Linked DNA regions of Drosophila melanogaster: region 1 is linked to region 2. A link is a contact called in public Hi-C data. All regions are on one chromosome and are shown on one strand. The core of a region is the stretch at or near the end of the contact, and the rest is flanking DNA. Distances in the headings are between cores, read along the strand shown.

Region 1 (4,277 bases), core at 1,363-3,862, 1.4 Mb before region 2:
CATATTCTCAATCAAGGAAGGCAGGATTAATTAGATTGAACGAGAAGGGAACCTTAGAGCCTCTTTGTAAAGCCCAAAGTCACAAGAAAAACAGGCACCGAAGTTGGTAAGCCGATTTTGGACCAAAAACCAGCAAGTGAACAAAAGGCGGCGACCACAAAAAATTGATTTAAGCTGATTTTCGGGCCATTTGTGTTTTTCGTTTTCTGTTGTTTTTTTTTTTCTTCTAGAGACCAACAATATTGACCGACGACCACGCCCAGTTCGGGCGGCGTGAGGGGCGTGCGGCGCAATTAATATCAATTCCCGTTGGGCCATTAACACGAGCCAAAAACATATTGGCTAACAAGTGTCAAAGTCGCGCCAAATTAGCGCAGAAGGCGACGATGATGGCATGTGGGCGTGGTCGGGATTGGAATTGGAATTGGGAAGTTCAGTGGGCTGGGTCCAAGTGCTGGCAATGATATCCTGCCAAGGGAAGAGCAGCATGTGGCCAACCCTCCTTCGCGCTCGAACTGGCGTTCGTTGTTTGGGTCCTGCCCTCATTGATAATAATATTCGATTGGGTTTTATTTGCCCATGGGGTTGGCGCTGATGGTTTATTGTTGTCTGCACGGGGCCCAGGATACCCAGGATACACATGTTTCTGCCAATTGCCTACGTCATCCTGTCGGAATGGGTTGCGGGTTCTCGGGACTCACAGCTCGCAGCTCGCAACTCGAGTCGATAAACTGTGACGCAAGCCCTCGAAACATGGAAACAATAGTTGCGACCTGACAGTTGAAAAGGGCACCCCATGGGGTCACACATCAGAGATCTTGGACTTTAACAATCACCATCTGTGTACCAGAGTAGAGGTCTTCTGTGAATGGCACATTGACTCCCATCCGCCGATGAAAAGTGGAAACGTTTATCAGCTAAACGTCCAGCTCGTCTTAATTATGCAGCCGGCGAGGCGATTCTCAAACAATCAGAGACACCCGGCTGCCGATGACGTACCACAGAAAAAAGAACTCGAAATGCAGAAGCGATAAGGAAAGTACATCGGGACATTGCGAGGGTCGCCCTTGAAAAGCGGGGGAAAGTTACGCTTTTGGGGAAAAACTATTTTTAACGACTCGCATTTGTCAGCTGCAAATGGAAACGGGAATTTATTGCCAGGCAATCACGCTGATTTATGGTGATTTCAAAATGGTTTCACTAATTGGTTTGCGTTCTTTTCCAATGTTCGTGCTATAAAAATACAGATTTTGAGTTCGAGTACCGCAAATAGTTTTCTGTTAATTTTGGAAATAGGTTTCATGAATTATGGGGAATTTTCCTGTGCATCACATCTCTGATGTTATTCCGACATTTTGCATAAAACGTACAGTATTTTGGAAGTAGTGTGCAAGTGATTAATAAATAAATATCTTGAATTAATGTTTATATCAGCTCTGAAAACTTTACGTAAATATAAAATGTATGATTTTAGAAGTCAAAATAATCAGTGAACACGCATGGCAGTGAGTCATCACTATTGTGAATGCCCAATATATTTTTGTGTGAGCAATAGATGTTACTTCCGGATATCTTGGTAAATGCAAAAATAACAAGCTGACTTATGTCTACTAAGTCATTGATAAATTGTCAGAGGTTAACTAAAAAATAAACAAATTATTAATGATCCAACAATTCCACCGATTATCTCGATAACTTTTCATTTATTTACCAACCTGCCCTCTTTAGCGGGTCAAATGATGGACGGGAACAGCGAGACAATAAATAATGAGCTATAAATATTCATATAGTGCATTGTTGGGCTGATTGCTTGCATGTGTGCATCTGTGCATGGGTATTTATGCATTTAAAAAGCAAAGAAGGAGGACCTACTGATAAGCATTTCCCGATTGCTTTCACTTTTTAATCGATTGGCGTGGGGTGACAGGGATGGCGCGAGTCCTGCGGCATTAATGCAATTAATCGCCAGGAGAGACAAGGCCAACGTGTGTGTAATTTACAGTTACCGTTAAGTGCTTAAGTGCAAAGGAGGGGAACAGCCAGTGAGTTGTGACCACCGAGGAGCAGTAGAAAATAAGGTGATTTCAAGCTGATTAATGAGACTTACCTGTTTGTTTGATGTGCTATTTAAAGCTTCACTGTGAGTTTCGGCTGGTTGGAATTTTCGCAACAAATGTGTGGGTTCTGATAAGAAAGCGGGCGTTGATAAGACGCTTTTCCTTCTCTCTCTCTCTACCACTCCTTTCGCACACCACTGCAATTGCAGCATAAACAATTTGAAAGAACAAGAAGAAGCAGCGACACGCCTAGTGGGCAATTTTCCGGCCTTTTCGTTGGGAAATCTGCGTTTTTTTGGCTTTGCGCTCTTTTTTGACTTTGCCTTTTGGCTTTGCGCAAGAATACTCTTTGATTTTTTGTTTTTCTTTTCAATTTGACCGCATTTGTCGATTTTGGTTTTCTTTTCGGTTGTTGTTGCGGCTCTCACCAAAATTCACACACACAGGCGCGCTCTCACACATGCACAGATGGGCGGGCACACAGAACACACACACGCACACTACGACACACGCGGCGTTTCGTTGACGGAAAAGATACGAAAAATACGGCGTGAAATTCCCAGCTTTTTTCGAAAAGGCTCGCAAAACAAGGGCTCGACGCTCTTGCGGTTTTCCGGTTGGAGGAGTGGCTTTTCTAAGACGACACACGACGACGTTCGCAACTGGGCTTTCTGCAAGTGCCCAAAATTAACGATGGATCCGCGAATTGCCTGCTCGAAAAATATTGGAGTCTTCTGTAAGACCGTCGTTGAGTTAGTGAAAGACGTCTTCGACTCGCGGTAAAAAACTCTAAACGCGTAAAAAGACGGACTAATTTTGGCGGACTGTGTAGTGCTGATGCCTCAGCTATTTTCTAGCTAGCTTGAATTACTTAGATCTGGCGATTTGGACATCGTCGCGTCATTCTGTTGGTCGTTTTAGGACCTTTCAGAACATACCGTCTTAATTCTTCGTTTCTGAAAAGGAATTTAAATGCTGTTTCTTGCATGCTGTAACTAACATTGCTAAGAGTTGGCAGCACTGCAAATTTGACATTATCGGGGACACAAGCTAATAGTTCATTTTCTGGGAACCCTTCTAAATATCTTATTGGAAACGAAATTAATTTTTTTAAAATACGCTGTATTAATATTTACTACATTATTCCTAAGACATAATCCGTGTAATAGTTTGTCTATATAATTCATTTGTTGTTACCCTTGCCAGGTGGCAACGCCGAACGCACACATGTTGCACACTCTACTTTGTTTTAAATGGGCATTCTAGTTTTGAGATAACTGAATTAAACAATACAAATAGTTGAGGCGCTCTAAGTCTAACTTCCAAGTCTCAAGAAACGTACAGGGCTTTTATTGTAAGATTTTGACCACTAATTATTTCTTAAATAACCATGAAAATACAGCGTACAGAACTGTCGCCTCAGCCGGAATCACCCGGCACTTTTAGGTAATGGCCATGATTTTCACACGGAAATCGCTGAAGCTGCTCAACTATCGCCTCAAATGCCTAAGTTTGTCCTGCCCAGGAGGAAGGAGAGGAATCCAAAGCAGTTCCAACGGAGAAGCGCCCTCCGTGGAAGTCAACTTCAGCAATGGGTGAGTTCGTGGCCTCCACTCCGAGTTCCAATAGCAAAGTCTTGAATCCTCCGCAGACGTAACATGACCTTCAGTTCCGGCCGCCTGGCGAGATTTGCGAATGGAACAGCTGTGTGCCAAATGGGCGATACCGCCGTCATGGTCACCGCGGTGGCCAAGGCGAAGCCAAATCCCGGCCAGGGATTCATGCCTCTGGTGGTTGACTACCGACTGAAAAACGCCGCCTCTGGCAGAATACCCATGAACTTTATGCGCCGCGAACTGGGCCCCTCGGAAAAAGAGATCCTGTCCGCCCGCCTTATCGACCGTTCGCTACGCCCGCTCTTCCACAAAGATTATCGCACGGAGACACAGCTGGTGTGCAACATGTTGGCTATGGACGCGGTGCACAGTCCGGATGTGCTTGCAATCAATGCCGCTTCCATGGCGCTATCTCTAAGTGACATTCCCTGGAATGGACCCATTGGAGCTGTGCGGTGAGTACTCACGAACGAATCTAACTGGTAACCGCTTATAACTCTTTTAATCCTACAAAGCGTTGGCCTCTGCGACGGCGAGGTGCTGATCAACCCCACGCGCCGGGAGCTGCAGACTTCGCAACTGGATTTGGTAGTCTCCGCCACCA
Region 2 (4,106 bases), core at 680-3,179:
TCCATCTACCAGCTGCACGCCCGCGTACGCACCGCGAAGATCGACAGGCAGAGCATCGTGAATGACTATCGCAAGGTATTTGGTATGGCGCGCACTGTACTCACTGTACCACCCCCGCAAATCCGGCTTAAGCACTTTGAATCCGCCTAGTGGTTAGTCCAGGACGAAGACGGAGCAAGTGCCCGTGGAGAGCGGAATCCGAACGACGCGGAAATTTGAAATTTGCATGCCTCCACTCCACCCCCAACCTTACCTTTTGCTAATCCGTTTTCTATATTGTTGCTTGCCCCATTATTTTGTGCATTGTGCTTGGTTGACCTGGTTCTTCTCTTCGGCAGGTGGAGGTCATGCCCTGGGTCAGCAGCAAGCACAACATGGGCTTCGCCTTCAATCGCACCACCTGGTCGAACATCCGGAAATGCGCCCGCCACTTCTGCACCTACGATGACTACAACTGGGACTGGTCCTTGCAGCACGTTTCGCAGCAGTGTCTGCGGCGAAAGCTGCACGCCATGATTGTCAAGGGGCCGCGAGTCTTCCACATCGGAGAATGGTGAGCATGTGGACCCCTGTCGTCCAACGGAGCGCCATAGTAATTCGTGTCCTCCTCCCTTCCAGCGGCGTTCATCACAAGAACAAGAACTGCGAGTCCAACCAGGTGATCTCGAAGGTGCAGCACGTGCTGCGCATAGCCCGCAACTCGCACCAGCTCTTCCCGCGCTCCCTCACCCTCACGGTGCCCAGTCTGATGAAGAAGTCGAAGCTGCGCAAAGGCAACGGCGGCTGGGGCGACATGCGGGATCACGAGCTGTGCCTCAACATGACGCTGGCCACGAGGTAAGGCCGGGGAGCCCACGGAATGGAAACCAATCAGTCAGCAGCAAGGAAGCCTAGCTAATAGCGTTATCTAAGTAGGATTATTAAGCAGTAGTCTTAGTCACTGTAAACGAACATTCAGCAAGTACTCTGCATTAGCTAACTAACCGAAAATAATCAAAGGCCAGAAGGCAGAAGCCGGAAGCCAGAAGGCATGAGCCGGAAACCGGAAACCGGAAGCCAGAAGCCCAAAGACCCTCGCCTCCGGCGCTGCACAACTCATACTATAAGTAACCCTCTAGTCACACATTCAATTGGAATCGCCGTGTTGTTGCAACCTCCAATCTTGTGCCGTTCGCCCTTCAGTTTGTCGATCATCACTGGAAGTGTTTAGGCTCCGTCCAGATCCAAAGATCGACAGAGTTCCAAGCGACGGGGCGGCAATCCTTCAAACTGAAACCAGAAACTAAACCTACGAATACTAGCGATAGACCATACACATACATACATATGTACTAACTCGTATCCCCAGATTGTGCCGAAGCCGTTTCGCAAGCGGCCAATTAATTTGAGTCTAGATCTAGAGGCAGCAAATCGCATAAACTAGTCATAGCAATGTATTACAGCACATGCGCTATAATACATCATAGATCAAACTTTTGATATATCTACGAGCCTACGTTTTAAGCCTGTACATAGAGGAATTGCGTTGTATACATCACATAAGGTCTTTTTATGATATTAACGCGGAACTAATGTAATTTGTTATTTTTTAATCGTTAGTCCAAAGCGCTTTTATGTATTAGGAATTTTGATTAATCGAACGAATAATCCTAGTGAATAAACGCCAAGTAAATGCTCTACCAGTATAGACTTTAAAAACCAAAACAATGTGTTTCATTCGCCTAAGAATTGCACTTATCAGCGTTCAAAAGTGGCGCCAAATGCACCAACAATCGATAAATATCGATAGCCGGTATTATCGAACTGCCCGTGCGTTGCTCAACACAGGCAGCTGGTAGTTTTTGAAATATCAAAATAAAATGTGGAAAGAAACAATAGATTTCAAAATTCCTTACCACATTGGAACACATTAAACAATCAAATGAGTACATCTACGTGAGTGCTACGAAGTGCAGAGGAGTAGGCCGCAGCTGGGCGGGATTAAATTGCGATCGGTGGAAGAGAGCTTTCGCCGCGGAGCTTTTATGGCGTTTTTGCTTGGCGAACCAGTTGCAAATTTGGTGCCGCAGCGGACGGAACTCAGCGCAGCAGTCTCTCCCCAGTGAAAACCCACCACTCATCGCCTCCTGCATCTCGCGGACTTCTCGCTTAACCCTTTGCGACGTGCGTGCCTACAACAGAGTACTCAGTACACACTACTACACTACACAGTCCACCATGAGCAAACAATTGGCGCGCCATGTGGGCCAGCTGAACAGCCTCCTGAAGACGGCGGCCACCGCCTCCTCGGTCTCCGCCCACAACAACTACTTCACCTACGTGCGGGAGCTGTCGCATCCCATCGCTCGAGAGCCTCCAATCGTCAAGCCGGAAGAGGCCGTGGCATGTGTAAAATCCGGTGAGTCCCACTGGCCCCCATATCATTTGGCCAGGAGCCCGCCACGCCCCCCCTTCCACCGTCCTAGCGGAACTGGCCTCCCAGTTATCGCTGCCTTGCGCTGTTTGCAATCTTTCGGTTATGTAACCTTCTAGTGGGCTTGCTTATGAAAACAGAATGAAAACGAGAACACCGGGTTGTGGGGCCATGCAAATGTAAGCCCATGTGTGCCCGCAATCCAAACTACTTTGGAGCACATATGCATGTACATACGTACATATGTACGTAAATAGGGAAGGGCACTCACAGGGTGCTGGGTATATGGATGGCTGGCATTTAATTGACCGTGATTAGGAGCCACTCGTGGGGATATATAATACACAAGTTAGAATCAAATATTTAGTGTATTGTATTACCTTGTGATAGGGAATAGGTTTTTAGTTGATTGGGGTTCTAGTATGATAAATAGTTAGGGGAGTTATACAATAGGGAAATCACACTTCAAGTAGCTGCCCTTATCAAAATGCTATCCTCCTTGTGGCGGCTATCAGTAGACCCCATGTTTTTATTCGTAATTCCTGGTGTTGCAGCAGCACAACTGTAAGTTATATTCATTTAATCGCGTGAAACCAGCTGTGCGTGCCCCTACCACGTACATATGTAGATATTTATACACATTTAATAATGCATACGAGTATACTCGGCGCTATAGATGAGTTTCCAGCCAAGTTGTACTTTGTACCCCGGGCAAAAAGAAGAGAAAGGTCCGATGCAAAGCTCAGCTTGGTGGCAAGAACAACCTTGTATGTAGCTCATAAACAAGTCAGCCGGCCTCTGGATGTGGTGCTGATAAGGCCTGCTCTCTGTAGGAACCTATATACCATATACTATGGTATATAGCAGCACCTCTATAAGAAGGCAAGGTTATGCAACGTGTATCAGCAGGTGAATTATGGAAACAAAAGCATGAATGGAGTGCTTCGAAAAATATTCATTAATTCCTAACAAGCTTTCTTATCAAAACGATAAATCTGTTAGATAATTTGTATATGTTCGTTTAACGAAACCAGTCATCTGATTTTTGGGAACCCTCTGCTCTGATTAAATTCAATTGTCCCAATTTGGAGGCGAGTCTCCTGGGATTCAGATGCAAACAAATATGTGGACACGCCCTCGGCGCCCGCTTAAATCTCAATTTCTTAGCACTTCTACGGCATCTCATCAGCAGGTCCCTGCAAATTGGTGATATTGCGGAGGGGGGCGGGTCTTTGGAGGGGGAGTGGCACATCGCAGCGCCCAGCGAAACGTCACCCAAAATCGGTATCTCTAATTTTAGCCAAAATCACCAACACGAGCCATGCCAAATCTGCGACGTAATTTGATTTGGAAAACTTTTTCGTTTGGCACGTTTTTGGCAGATAATAAGTGGTACAGTAGGCACTAGCTAACTAAGCCTATGCGTAAGAAATGCATAATTGGCCTTTTCAAGTAACGGTAAATAAATAAATAAATTGATTGTGAAGCCTCGCGGAAAACTTGACCGTGTGTGTCGACGTGGCTCAGACGTCTACCGATAAGAATCGCACTTATCGCATGATTACCCCAGTTGAAGGGGCTCGCTCGTTCGACTTAATGTACATCATGGTTCTTTCTATTCCCTCATACAGAGGAACTTCGGAATGCCAGCCTCTTCAGGGGGGAGACCAAAATAGATTGGCCAAACATGTTG

The links. Hi-C and Micro-C count contacts between places; a contact is called where the count stands out from the background.
Region 1: a Hi-C map of the Kc167 cell line shows a contact between it and region 2, with 2.1 times the contacts expected there. A contact is called at or near these places in 3 of 107 Hi-C or Micro-C datasets (the Kc167 cell line, embryo and wing imaginal disc).

The regions. Positions count from the first base shown.
Region 1 is chr3R:31,403,787-31,408,063 of dm6, reverse strand. It overlaps PNPase (Polynucleotide phosphorylase), which reads left to right and starts at 2,612. Exons shown (of 5, transcript NM_170550.2): 1 at 2,612-2,793; 2 at 3,460-3,652; 3 at 3,709-4,128; 4 at 4,189-4,277. The coding sequence starts at 3,507. It overlaps Gprk2 (G protein-coupled receptor kinase 2), which reads right to left and starts at 2,819. Exons shown (of 13, transcript NM_057519.4): 1 at 2,108-2,819.
Region 2 is chr3R:30,013,107-30,017,212 of dm6, reverse strand. CG7920 reads left to right here and starts at 1,929. Exons shown (of 4, transcript NM_143505.4): 1 at 1,929-2,398. The coding sequence starts at 2,218. It overlaps Mgat2 (Mannosyl (alpha-1,6-)-glycoprotein beta-1,2-N-acetylglucosaminyltransferase), which reads left to right. Exons shown (of 10, transcript NM_143506.4): 9 at 339-553; 10 at 619-1,700. The coding sequence ends at 841.